Regions from separate parts of the Rattus norvegicus genome. Here region 2 is linked to region 1. Evidence: chromatin contacts called from public Hi-C data. All regions are on one chromosome and are shown on one strand. Each heading gives the region's core, a stretch centred on a gene start, on an enhancer-like site or on the middle of the called end of the contact. The rest is flanking DNA. Distances are from core to core; before and after follow the strand shown. Region 1 overlaps Rcan2 (regulator of calcineurin 2). Region 2 holds the start of Rcan2 (regulator of calcineurin 2).

Evidence for each region. A called contact is a pair of places that touch in the nucleus more often than the background predicts.
Region 2: a contact with region 1 is called in a Hi-C map of the A7r5 cell line, with 4 times the contacts expected there. The contact joins the promoter of Rcan2 here to the enhancer-like site in region 1. A contact is called at or near these places in 10 of 12 Hi-C or Micro-C datasets (the A7r5 cell line, the Rat2 cell line, frontal cortex and 5 more) and 1 of 1 datasets of contacts at active chromatin or transcription factors (oligodendrocytes).

Annotation. Positions count from the first base shown.
Region 1 is chr9:24,607,379-24,610,944 of GRCr8, reverse strand. The region is part of intron 2 of Rcan2 (regulator of calcineurin 2); the gene reads left to right. Among named protein-coding and RNA genes, the nearest start is that of Rcan2, 63 kb to the left of the region's middle. Within about 2 kb of position 1,559, at least 4 of the 93 cell types and tissues checked have an H3K27ac peak or open chromatin away from gene starts, as enhancers often do. A contact at or near this core is called in the A7r5 cell line, where this site is marked.
Region 2 is chr9:24,670,567-24,674,132 of GRCr8, reverse strand. Rcan2 (regulator of calcineurin 2) reads left to right here and starts at 1,944. Exons shown (of 5, transcript NM_175578.4): 1 at 1,944-2,169.

The DNA.
Region 1 (3,566 bases), core at 310-2,809:
ACTATTCACATCCTCAGTCCTATCCTTCCCGGCACAGCCTGGGACCACTCCCCACCCCCTGGCACAGAACTGGTCTGGCGTATACTTTTACTGAGGAGATGGGTTTGTAATACCTTCCGTTTGGTCCCTTCTGGTCCTCTTTGTACGAGTGAAAGCATTTCACGTGCAGCCTGTCTAGCTCTCGCAGAAATTAAAACACTCATTAATCTTTGACTGATCTTCAATATAATAAGCAAACCGATGGGTTCCCCACAGCCTTATGGGATTCATTTCAACTGGCCCTTCCAGCAAATGGGGGAGCGAAAAGATGAGCAGTCCTGCAGCAGCTCGTTAACGCCAACAGAGGTCTCTTGTCATCAGAACTAGAATCCTTGGCATTTGTCTCCAGATCCAGATGTCTGTATGGTGGTACCAAGCCGCCTCTTGGGTGGCCGGTTCCAAGTGTGACCCGTAGGCTTGACTGTAGTCTGTTATTCATTTACAGTTCATGATAATAATTCATGGTACAGTTCACGTTAACAGGAGCACTTAGGTACAGTTCTATAGAAACCTCTTTCACACTCCTGTCTTTCCTGTCACGCAGTGTGGTTTAGTTTCAAAAACCATCCCATGGACCTGAAAGATGGCTCAGGAGTATAGAACATTCTACTCAGTCTGCCAGCCTGAGTTTCATTCCCAGAACCCACAGGATGGCAGGAGCGTCCTGACTCCTTCAAGCAGGCCTCTGACATTCACAGGGGCACTGTTTATCTCTGCCTTCCCAGAGCAGGACTGCGTGCATGTCTCTGCACCCAGCTTCTTGCATTCGTGCTGAGGATTTGAACTCAGGTCTTCAGACTTGTGTGGTAGCCATTTCCCCAACCCTCATCAAGGGGTCTCCTGAGGGTGGGAAGAAAGCATAGGGAAGAAGGTTAACTGATTCAGCAGTGGAAGGGACTGGATGACCAGTTCAAATGCTCCGTGAGGGAGAAACTTGCTAAAAGCCTCTCACAGAGGCCAGGGAGCTCTGGCTATGGAAGGTCAAACACAATGAAGGGAGCCGGTGGATATTGAAAGAGAAGCCACCCTCTTCTATCTCCGGCTTTGAGTGATTGCTTTCTAGGCCAGAGATGAAAGATCCTTTCCTGGAAAAGTCTAAGCCATTGCTTCATAGAAAAGCCCAAACAAAGCATTTGATCGTTCCTTTAGTCAACAAATAGCTCTTGAGCTCCGACTATGTTTTTGTCATTGTTGAGACCATGATGAGGAAGATGTAAACTGTATGACCGTCCATAGAACCTTTGAGAGGGAGACACACACAGAGACACTCAAAGATGTCATACAGAGAAAGGCAGAGGGGTGGAAGATGAATACATGAAGAAGTACAATATGATTTTCTTTTAAATGTTTACAAAGGTTTATTTCATTTTCTGTCTGGGTGCTTTGTCTCAGTGCACTTTTGGGCACCACCTCAGCCTGGAACTGGGAGCCACATTAACCCCTTCCTACCTTGAAGCTGGCACTTGTCAGGGTATTTATAGCAACAGGACTGGAACTAGAACACTGTTGCTTTAATTTCTTTTCTCTGTTGCTGGACTATTCACTGAGGGGGAACATGAGAAGTTTGCTGTATGTTGTAGGATGAGCTGCCTTTCCTTTCTCTCCCCATTCCCCTCCCTTTCTTTCCCTCCTCAAACCAAGCACTTCTCCTTGGGCAGTACTCACAGGGATGGAGTACACACACACACACACACACACACACACACACACACACACACACACCCTGCTCCCACTCCACCCTACCGTGGCACACTGGTTTAATTACAGGGGTTAGTGTGGTTGGAGAAACACATTTTTTTTTTTACCTGTTAGAAAATGCCTTGAAGACTAAAAAGAATTACATTTTAAATAAGTTGAAAAAAAATAAAAGGATATTGCATCCAAGGAGGAGAGAGCTTTGTGCTTAGAGATGACTTAGAGATTACAGGAATCCAAAATTAAAACTTAGGAAAGGTCTTGTCAGCGGAGTGGAATGCAATTAGGGAGTTATTTTATGGATGTTTAGAAACGCTCCGAAGAATTCCGATCCATTTAAAGTGGCATTCAAATAACAATAAAATTCTGCAGGAAGAATATGTGACACACCTTTGAAAGAAGTCATCAGTTTCCAGCTGAGCCAGCTTGGGACCTTGGGAGCTTCAGAGGAGCGGCAGAGAAATGGAATGTCTGCACCCCTGAAGATCAAAAGCTTTGTCAGACACTCGCTGTTCCTTTTCTTTCTTTCCTCCTTTCTTTCTTTCCTCCTCCCTCCTTTCTTTCTTTCTTTCTTTCTTTCTTTCTTTCTTTCTTTCTTTCTTTCTCTCTCTCTGTCTGTCTGTCTGTCTTTCTTTCTTTCTTTCCTTCCTTCCTTTTTTGGTAAACAGGCATATAAATGACTTAAAAAAAAATCTAACCATAGTTCTTCATACTTCACATAGTCTACACTGTAATTTAACAGTTTTTTAAACTGTAGAGAAATAAGCCAGCAGAGATGCACAGCACAGTGCGAAATAGATACAAAGGCCTTTTCTGTTTCTTTCTGTTTAAAAAAAAAAATCTGGATAGTTAGATACACGTTTTCATGAACGTCTCTTTGCCGGGCTACTGTCCACAAGGGTTGCCAAGACTCAGGCACTTGGGAGGGCAGCCGTATTGCTAGACGATTCTGCCCATTTCACTCAGGTTCGCACACAGAATTGTCTAGAAGCTGCAAGCTCCATGACAGCATTACTTCTCTGAGTACTCATTGCACAGTCTTGTGTTTGAAATTGTTTGCCTTAATATTCACTATAGCAACTGAAAGCTGATACACTCCTTTTTTTTTTTTTTCAAGACTCCTCCAACATCATTCATGATATTCCAAGCACAGTGTGTATGGAGACCAGAATTTGAAAGCTGGTATCTCTGAGGTATAATGGATAATCTTGAAGGACTTGCTGATACCTAATGCCTGGGAGGTTGGGAATTGTTTATGTAGCCTTGGAAATTTAGATTCCCTTTAGGTATCAGTACTTGGTATGTGTCATGTGACCATTGGCTCATGGATTTCCTTTTAGTCTCCTTAGAATCAGAGCTACTTAACCCTTTTTGACTCTTTGACTCCTCTCTGGGGCTCAGAGCAGGAGCCAGAAATGCTCACACTGAAACATTGCTAACCCTGCTCTGTGGACTCCCTGCGACATCCTAGCATCTTGGTCAGAGGATAGCCAACTAAAGGACTCCCATATGAACTGCTAGCTTCATTATCTTGGTTTGCTCTCTGTCTGAACAACTGTTCTCTTAGCTCTGGGTTAAAGCAGGTGAGCAGGTGGGTGGCAGGGTTTAGTGTGAAGAGATCATCTATCTCACTCAGAAAGAAAAGCAGAATGTTCTAAGTCAAATCTAGCATTGGGAAGGTTGAGGTCAGACAATAGGTGCTGGGAGTGGGTGGACAAGCTGAATTTGGGTCAAAGGCAGTGAATTTTCATGCTTGTTTTGTGGCCTTTGCTGGAGAGGCAGCCATCAGAGTGAGTGAGAAGGGGGCTATTGGGGCTGGAGAGATGGCTCAG
Region 2 (3,566 bases), core at 695-3,194, 63 kb before region 1:
AGTGAGATTATGTGGAAAGCGTTGAAGCTATATTGCCTGAAAAGCAGAAGCTCCAGGTGCACTGGACACGATGGCTACCTTCCTAGGTTTCAAAAATAGTGCTTGATTTCCGTGAAGAATTTCAAAGTGAGCTATAGCCTGTGAGAGAAAATTCTAGAGATGTTTTGCTCCATATAAGAACGTCCTTTGAAGAAAAAATTCTCTCCCAAATGGCAAATCAGTCAAATGAACAAAACACTTACGATGCGTGTGTTCAAAGCATGATGGCATCGAAGATCATTTCCAACTCTGAAATGTTTTTTTAATTCTGTGTTTATATTTAATGTAGATTAAGCAGAAAGAAGAGCCAAGCCCTCTCTCTCTTTCACACACACACACACACACACACACACACACACACAGAGAGAGAGAGAGAGAGAGAGAGAGAGAGAGAGAGAGAGAGAGAAGACAGGCAAACAGACAGACACAGAGACAGAGAGGGACAGAGACAGAGAGGGACAGAGACAGAGAGGCAGAAAGACAGACACACAGAGACAGACACAGACACACAGAGGCAGAAAGAGACAGAGAAAAATCAGAAACAGACAGACAGACACACGGGCAGAAGACAAAAACACACACAGAGATACGCAAAGGGGGGGAAGAGAGAGGGGGGAATGAACAGGCAGAAAGACACACAGAGACAGAGTCAGAGACAGCAGAGACAGGCACACACACACACATACAGAGAGAGAGAGAGAGAGAGAGAGAGAGAGAGAGAGAGAGAGGATGACTACTTTGTGACTACTTTGTGTTATTACTTCAATGCAGTTTTAATACTGTTATTAAGAACCAACAAAGTGGATTCTAGATGCAAGAAAAGGCCCAAGTATGCAACAGTGGGAAAGGCGATATGACATGGGACTTATTTCTATCTGCCATTCTCTCTGCTTTGAAGTTGGTCTCCACTGTCTTTCAGTTTCCACCGTCTCCGAACTCTAACCATTTTGGGTCATTGATGTACTCTTGCCACGAGATTCAGTCCTGTCCCTGTCTGTGCCACCATAAGCTACAGGCTTCCTTGTTCTTGAGTTGCTTAATTTTGAAGAATCTTCAGAATGGTTCATCTGGTTAAGAGGTAAATCCTCCCTGCATCCAGTTTCGCTTCCGACATGCCTCTTCCCCTTTTACCCTGTATAAATACTAGCCTCCCATTTCCTAGGGACCCAGTCGCTTACTTAGTAGGAATCCTTGAAGTCCTCTCTCCCAGGTCTGGTGGCAGTGAGTCTTGCCTGACAAAACTGCGAAACTGGCTCAGGGCACCTTCAGTGGTGTGGGCAGGGCTCACCCAGAGCCCCAGCCAGAGGGCGCCAGCACCCACCATGCATAGTCGCTCTTAAGCACTCAAGAGTGGCTTCCAGACAGTTCCTTAGTTAGCCAGAGGTCGACCTGTGGGAGAAAACAATCTCCCAGTCCTACGGACCAGTTTCTTCGCTGCCCTTTTATTTTTTAGTATCCTTGTATGCAGATGCTTAACTCCAAGAGCAATCTCACCCCTCTTTAACGCCCCCCTCAAAAAAAAAAAGCCCTCACGGGGGGGGGGGAGGATGGGGGAGATGACCCTGGAGCCTCTTCTTTGGAAAAGGCATTGCCTTTGGGGACAGGCTTCTGTGTCAGGTTCCCGCAAAGGGTCCAGCCCGCCAGCGATTGCAAACGAGGGGTGTGCAGTTGAGCGCCGGGTGGAAGCCCAAGAGGTGGAGGTGGGTGAGGGACCCAGAAGGACGACTGGTCAGGAGGGAGGCGACCAAAGGAGGCCAGGCAGGGGCTTTGGCTTCCCTGGGGTCTGATTGGAGGTTGGCCCGATGAGTCGGAGCTGGGGGCGCGCCCATCTCCACTGGCTTGGGTGAGAGCCGCCGGCTCGGCCCCTCCCCGGAGCCGCTTTGTCCCGGGTGACGGCGGTGGAGGTTGCGGGAGCACCAGCAGGAGGCACAGCCCGGGTGACCCTGCGACCCGGAGAGCGGGAGGCGGCGCTCAGTGCGCACGGTTCCACGCCCAGGCCCGCGGGCACCGCGCTCACCCCGGCCGTCAGGTGAGCAGGCAGAGCCGCGCCCGCAGCCTGCTGCCCCGAGGACCCTCGAGCCGCCACCACTGTCACCGCCGCCACAGCGGCGCATCGCAGACGTCCTGCAGGTCGGTTACGTAACGGCGCAGGCCCCATCGACCCCGTACCCTGTCCCACCAGGGCTGAACACCTGGGTGCCAGGGGACCCGGGTAATGGGAATCAAGTACCGCCGGGCTTAGGGATAGGGCTGGAGCAGCGAGAGATCTTCTCTCCTGACCAGTCCCCAAAGCATCCCCAGGGACAGGTCTCCCATGACCCCCCTCTAGGAGGCGCTAGTCTCCAAAAGCCCCTTCCCCATCTTTACTGGCCAAGGGGCCACCTTCCCAGGTGCAGCAGCAGGTGCATAGGGACTTGGAGGATCCAGAATGAACTCCAGTGACCCCGGGATTTGGGCTTAGAGAAGGAGTTAGGAGAGACCAACATCATCGCAGTGAGTAAAGGAGAAAATGAGGAGACCCCTGTCTTCCCAGGCTTTACCGAATTTCTTAGGGAGGGACAAAGGGGCTTTTGGGCACAGCGGGCTGAGAATTGTCCTGCCTGGACTTAGCCAGCTTGGGTCATCTAAAAATAACTTCAAGTTTGAAAAGTGACATGGACAGGAGCGCGGTGTGCCGGGTTCGTCGTGCCTGTGGGGTGTTTCTCTCCAGAAGTCATCAGAGGGGACAAGGCAGTCTTAGCTGCCTGATCCCTCTCGGCTGCCTCTGCATCTCGCTGGTTTCCAGGGTGCCTTGGTTTGACTTTTGGTTAATGATTTATTCTCCAAGGCCTTGCTGTCTGTCCTTTATTATTTTTTTTTTTCTTATCCCGGATGGATTCAACAAGACTGCATGCTTTGGCACGTTCTGTTTCTTAGGCTGGGATAGAAGTGGTCAGCCAAGGATTATTACACCCACTGCCAGCACGGTATTAAAACCTCACTTTAGCAAAAACAACAATAACCACAAAACCCGTTTCTAGTTTCTCTTAAATTACGTACTCCTATCATTTTCCACGGGTGGGAAGAAAAGGATGCGAAAGTATTCTTTTGTATAGAGGGTCTTTAGGAACAGTGAAGCATGTTTACAACACGACTTAACGGGCACACCTCCATTGTCCTTGATTATAGTAGGATCAAAATACAGGACGAGGGAGTCACATCCATGGGGCAGATCTTGCTGACCAGGGTATCATGAAGATGGATGTTAGGTAGGAAGAGTCAAGAAGCAGACCAGCGTGGGCCGTGGGGCACAGGAGTGAACACTTGGCAGTTTTTCAGGACCCAAATTGATTTCCCTCTTCGCCTTATGGAGCTATTACACCACATATGACCGGTCATTGAGCTCAATTAGCCTGAAACAGGAGTTGCGATTGGCTTCCCAATGCACTGTAAATTGAACCAGCCTTTACTGAGCACCTCTGACCTGAATGTGGGCCAGAGAATTCGGGGAGGGAGAAGCGTTCTCAACAAAAGTGGCCAGATTGTAA